Linked DNA regions of Mus musculus: region 1 is linked to region 2. Evidence: chromatin contacts called from public HiCAR-type data. All regions are on one chromosome and are shown on one strand. Each heading gives the region's core, a stretch centred on a gene start, on an enhancer-like site or on the middle of the called end of the contact. The rest is flanking DNA. Distances are from core to core; before and after follow the strand shown.

Evidence for each region. HiCAR-type assays count read pairs that join an accessible place to other places.
Region 1: a contact with region 2 is called in a HiCAR-type map of astrocytes, with 4 times the contacts expected there. The contact joins the promoter of Glrx5 here to the promoter of Ppp4r4 in region 2. A contact is called at or near these places in 1 of 39 promoter capture datasets (pre-B cells) and 2 of 115 datasets of contacts at active chromatin or transcription factors (astrocytes and stem cell-derived neural progenitor cells).

Annotation. Positions count from the first base shown.
Region 1 is chr12:105,031,278-105,034,146 of GRCm38.p6, reverse strand. It overlaps Glrx5 (glutaredoxin 5), which reads right to left and starts at 1,529. Exons shown (of 2, transcript NM_028419.3): 1 at 1,165-1,529. The coding sequence starts at 1,447. Snhg10 (small nucleolar RNA host gene 10) reads left to right here and starts at 1,868. Exons shown (of 2, transcript NR_003145.3): 1 at 1,868-2,187. It overlaps Gm46374 (a long non-coding RNA gene), which reads left to right. Exons shown (of 3, transcript XR_003950254.1): 2 at 46-288; 3 at 455-1,169. It also overlaps Scarna13.
Region 2 is chr12:103,531,033-103,534,005 of GRCm38.p6, reverse strand. It overlaps Ppp4r4 (protein phosphatase 4, regulatory subunit 4), which reads right to left and starts at 1,441. Exons shown (of 25, transcript NM_028980.3): 1 at 1,264-1,441. The coding sequence starts at 1,386.

The DNA.
Region 1 (2,869 bases), core at 280-2,779, 1.5 Mb before region 2:
GGCTGTAATTCTTATTTTCTCTCGTTTCCTCGTGGACTCTGCCAGGTTCGGTGTCATAATCTTCATTATACTGAGAAGGCAGTATAATGAAGTAGTATTACAGTAGGCTGTGCTGCAGACCCACCACAGATGATTCCAAGCCAAACCTGCTCTCCACGGCCCCAGCCTCATCAAGAAGAATGACCATACGACGAACAACTATAATCAGTAATTGCAAATGTTGCATACTCCATTCTAACACAGACAAGTCTCCTCTCAGCACAGTGACCAACCCAGAGCACTAAATCAGTAAGATGGGGGGGGGGGGGCTACTTGAATACAGGGTTCCCCGGATTCCACTGAAGGAGGAGCAGGGTGCGGGGAGGGGGCAGCTTTCCCATTACCCGGCCCACCTTGACCGATTCTTGCCAAGAATCAGAACCAAATCCCTGGCCTTTCTCTTCCTCGCTCACAGCAAGCACAAGACGGAGAGAAAGGCGCCTGCCTGGTACTGTGTATAAAGGATTCCAACTAGACGTCAGGACGCAGTCGCTTTGCCTTGGGGCCAGTAAAAAGCTGTTCTGCTCTCTGCCCTTTGGGCCCAACCTGGCCGCAGTTTGCTAATCTGGTCGGGGGTCAGAAGTTTTCTTAGTGGCTTCCTCTTTCCGCTGAGCCTCTACCATGTCTTAGTCTCCACACACTGTTCTTTGATGCTACAGTATCTAAAAAACAAACTTCGTGTCTTTCCCAACGTGAGTCCGGCTAGACTATGGTGAAACCTTCTCTCCAGCAAGAAGACAGTCCCTGACCCTCGGGGCCTTAAACATTATTAGTCAGCCTCTGACCTCGTTAGGCACACACAGGCAAGCCTGAAACCTCTTCCCTACATACGTAGTAGCATCAGTCCCTCACCTAGCAAGTACGCTGCTGGCTTCCAAGCCCTCAAATTGTCCCCAAGGGTATTCGCAGTGAGTCCCCCTCTCAGCCAGCCACTCCCCAGTCGACCTGCTCAGAGGGGATCATGATGCCGACTACCCCCTCTCCTATGCAGTCAGAAACATCTCGCCCCGAGGTGGGCCGAGGCGAACCCTCCGCCCATGTGGCTACACAACCAGGGAAGGCCCTTGCTCCTCGGGATCTGCTCAAGTTCACCGCGCCCTCGCAATCGGATCCCACGGGCCTGACCTTGCCTCAGCTCCGGGTCGTCCAGCACGTTGTAGGCCGCATAGTCGCGAACACCGTGCAGCCGCAGAATCTGCACCACGGCGTTGCTGAAGCCGCACTGGGGCTGCTCGGGCGTCCCCTTGAGGAACACCACCACCTTGTCCTTCTTCACCAGCGCGTCCAGCTGCTCCGCCTGGCCGCCCGAGCTCGCCGCCCGCACGCCGGCTCCGGGCAGGCCACCGCCACCAGCGCTTCGCCCCCAGCGCAGCAGAGCCGCCGCCGCCCGGCTCAGGGACGCGCTCATGCCCGCTCGCTGTCCACCGCCTCTGCGGCCACTCCAGGGCTTACAGAGCCCGTGGTGTCCGGCCGGCCCACCAGAGGCTCTCATTGGACAAGCTCTGGGATGAGTCTCGTGATTGGACAATACTGGCTCAATTCCACCAATCACATCGCTTACACCGTAGGGTGGGCCTTCCCTGGGAGCCGCGTCCTACAGGCTTGCTAGTGAGCGAGGACGACCGCTTTGCGTGTTGATTGGACAAATCGGACGTCCGTCGGTGAAGGGCATGAAGAGGCGTGACTAGAGGAAGCCGGCTTTCCTCGTGCGGGCGTTCGAGGCCTGGCCGGATACGCCAAGATGATAGGGCAGGCGCGAGGCGGGGCTTCTGCCGCCCGCGGCACGCCGGGAAGGAGTCACGTCCAGACGCAGCTTCCGGTTCCTTTTGCGGTGATTGCTACGGTAACGCGGCCGGTAGTCCTGCGATGGCGTGCACCAGAGAGGAGGTGGCCTTCCATGCCTCACCGGCTGAGGCCAGCCGCGAACCTGGCGTGTCCTGGTCTGCCCGGGGCTCCAGCCTCCGACCCGCCATGCACATGGACATCCAAGCCGTGTCCTGCGGCCTCCCGTGGGATTCTTCCTCCAGAATGAGGTTTTTTTTTTTTTTAGCATAAAACTATAAGTATTGTGTATGTATGATCTGCGTGCATGCATCTTCAGAAGACGACTTTTATAAAGGGTCCGGGGATGGAACTCTAGCTTGCAGGGTAAGTCCCTTGGCACGCTGAGCCCTCTCCCTGGCCTCTAGAATGATGCTCTTCTCGTAGAAACGTGTAAAGTGCTCTAGCCGTGGGACGGCTGGCTTTGGGGTCTCGGTGACTACTGGGGTCGGGAAGGATTGAAAGAACAAGGGAATTGGTGGGTTGCCGGGCCCTGTGGCCATTGTCTGCAACGTTGCCTTGCCTCTTAAGAGGCTGAGGCAGGAGGATCAGTTGAACTCAGGAGTTCTAAATAAGCCCGAGTCAGCCCGGGCCGTACAGCAGGACCCTTTTTAAGAGGGAAAACGGAGGGTGAGGATGTAGCTCAGTAGGAAGTCGTTTTCCTAGTGTAAGCGACGTCCAGAGTTCCACCCCGTCACATGCACACAGACAGTAATAAAAGAGAGTATTCTCTTAGTGAATTCCGGTGTAGATGATGATGGCCCCAGGGTAGAGTGCTTGCTTGCACATCTGCTGGGGATGGTGCAGAAGAGTGGGCAGGCGCGTCGTTTTTTTACATGGACTTCCCCCTAGAACAGAGCCCCGGGTGTGGTCAGTTCTCCCGCCGGTAGTACGCAGATCCAGATCCTGGCCAGCAGGCCTCCGCAGCCCACTATCTAATCTGCAGTCTTGGCCCTGCGCTGGGTTAGCGGTACCCTAGAGCACACCAGACTTGCAGAGAAAGCAGACA
Region 2 (2,973 bases), core at 192-2,691:
TGAAGACCCTATTGGTAAAAATTCACAATTATAGCAATGACAACTAATCTGGAATCTGAGGATTGTTCTACACCATATTAAACACAGATCTCCAGTTGAGTGCTGAGAGGGGGGACTATCTGTACTCTTCTGCCTTATAGACTGTAGGACCTCAATGGAATCAACTTCATTACACATACATACCACATGTGAACATATTTACCTATATATTCACATATTTTTTTGTCTTCAACGCAGTACCCCAAGCCGCTACAACATTTTCCACACTGGGAAATGCTTTAAAGGGGAGTTGAATAAAACAGAAAGGACAAGCTTTGTAGCTCCTGTTGGGAACCGAATGAACTCAGACGGAAAGAAAATCAAAGGCTCTAGAAAGGTAATGAAGAACTGGCAAGAAGGGTAGGGAAGGGGCCCATAAACTAGGTTTGTCATCTGTGAGGATGAGGGTTGAAACCCCACAAGGCTGGAAAGATGACTCTGCGGGGTTGGGGAGCGAGGTAGGGGGGGAAACAGAAGGTTGACTCCCCTCAAGGGGGCTGGGGAGCAGGGTCCCGCCTACAGTCCTGGAGGACCTGGGAGGAAAAGGATGCATGGTGACTCAGGATGGGAGGCAAGGGTTGAGGAGAAGCTTTCAAACCCTAAACTAGGGCGACTCTGGGAAGGGTGCCTCTCCTTGGAAGGTGAAGGAGGCCATGCTGCACGGGGAGACCCAAGCTTGATCTTATGCAGAGGTGGGGGTAGGACCGTGAAAGGATGGGACCTGAGACGTCCGGGCGAGAGATGGAACTAGGGCTGTGTGAAACCCAGGATGGGCCAGCGACCAGAACCTGGGACAGCACCACGGGCTGAGGAGCTGGCTGCGGAGGCTGGCCCCGAGAACAGCGGCTTGGCCGTTCCTGGGGGAGGCCGGAGCCGGGTGGGGCGCAGGGCTGGCCGCAGTCGGGGGACCAAGTCGGGGGGGCCCGGCTGATTCCAGTTAGTCAGGGGCAGGTTGATTTCAGTTCGGAGACTGGGCTGGCCGTAGTCAAGGGACCCAGCCGGCTCCAGTCAGAGGAAGGGACTAGCCTCAGTCAGGAGGCAGGGCTAGCTCTAGCCAGGGTAAGGGACTGGTTCCAGTCAGGGGTCAGGGACAGGCCGACCCTTGGCTGCGGCAGGGAATGAAGCTCTGAAGCGGCTGCGGTGACAGGGCGACTGGCGCTGGAGCGCCGAGGGGCAGTCGGACGGCGGGCAGCCCTGAGGGGAGCGTCTCTCGGTCCCGCGCACCTTGAGGCTCCGGCGGACCGGCCTCTCGATGATGGTGAGCTCCTGCAGGTCCTCCATGTAGCCAAACAGGCTGTTCTGCCCGAAATCCATCGCGACGCCGGCGTCGGGCGGCGGCGGATGCATGGACCGCCGAGGGGCTCCCTCGCCGGCCCGCCCGAGCGGCCCCGGGATGCCGGACGCGCGCAGCCCCGCGCCGCCCACCAGAAGGACTCTCTGGTCCCGCTCTCGGCCGCGGGGAAGCAGAGCAAGAGGCCGCAGGCGACGAGAACACGAGCGCGGCGGGAGCCGGAGAGCAGCGCACCGAGGGGGCGGGGCGGGTGGAGGGGGCGGGGCGGGTGGAGGGGGCGGGACCAGAACAGGGAGCCGCCTCAGCGGCCGCCTCGGCCCCGCCCCCGCCCGGGGTCTGCGCGCGAGGTAGGACGCAACTGCCGCGCAACGACGCTCCCTGGTCCGGCTCCCTGGGCCCCCGCCCCACCCTTATGGGGCGAGCCCCGCCCCTCGGCGCGTGCGCAGAGCTCTCCGCGTCCCCAGGCGGCCAGGAGGCGGGCCGGGGGCGGGAAATGGGCGCGGGCAGGCTGAGCCAATGAGAGTGAAGCGGGGGAAGTGTGCAGTGTGCTGGGCTCCTCTGCACCTGTGAGAGTGACTTTCTGGTTATTTGGTGGCTGCTCTGCTGGCCTGCTTCTGGTGTAGACAAGCCCCTGCTAACTCAACTCCCGGCCTAGGGACCCTCGAGTGGCCAAATCAAGCTGGTTTAGTGCCTAGTGTGTGCCTGAGGATAGGAGACAGGTATATGCGAATACAGTTCTGCAGTCCTGACGTTGGAAGAAGGAAAATGTCCCAAAATGCCTTCTTTAAAAAAAAAAAAAAAAAAAAAAAAGACCTATACTGAATCCTGAAAAATCAATAAGGATTTACTAAGAGAGGTTACAGCCAGCCCTTTCGGATAAAACTTGGGCCATGATGAGTGCAGCTCTTCTTAGAGAACTGGGAGGTAGTGCTTAGCACAGTGGGTAGAAAGAGATGTGTAAGACCTCGGTGGAGCACTACCTTGCTCTTGCTCTAGGGGAGCACATTGATTCAACTCGCTTACATTTGGTTCTAGTCAAAATAAGACAGGGAAGGGTTGGAGAGATGACCCAGTTGTTAAAAACACTGGCTCCTCTTCCAGAAGACACAGTTTCTATACCTAGCGCTACTGTAGGGACTAGTAAACCCCTGAAAGTCCAATTCCAGGGCCCTCTTTTGACCGCCTGACAATACGCAGACGTGCACAGCCATTTACATAGGTAAAAGTGCCACACCTGACACTCAGTTCCATCCATTGGACACAGTGAAAGAAGGGACTGAGTCTTACAAGTTGTCCAATGACCTCCACACTCACTCCATCTTACAGGCATGCACACACACACACCACACACATGATGTCTCAAAGAGTAAGAACACTTGCTGGGCAGTTCTAAAGAAATGAATTCAGATCCTAGCACCCACATTTAATAATAATAATTTTTAAAAAGCCAGCATGAGCCTGTAACCCCCACACGTGGGGGCTGAAGACAAAAGGACCCCAAGAGCTTGCAATCTGCCTTCCACTTCCATGAGAGACCCTACCATGACGGAGAAAAGCAGGGCAAGACACTGGATAGCTTCCTCTGGCTTCTTCATGAAACAAACCATTAGCTCTCAAAGCCAGGACAAAGGGCCAAGGTGCCT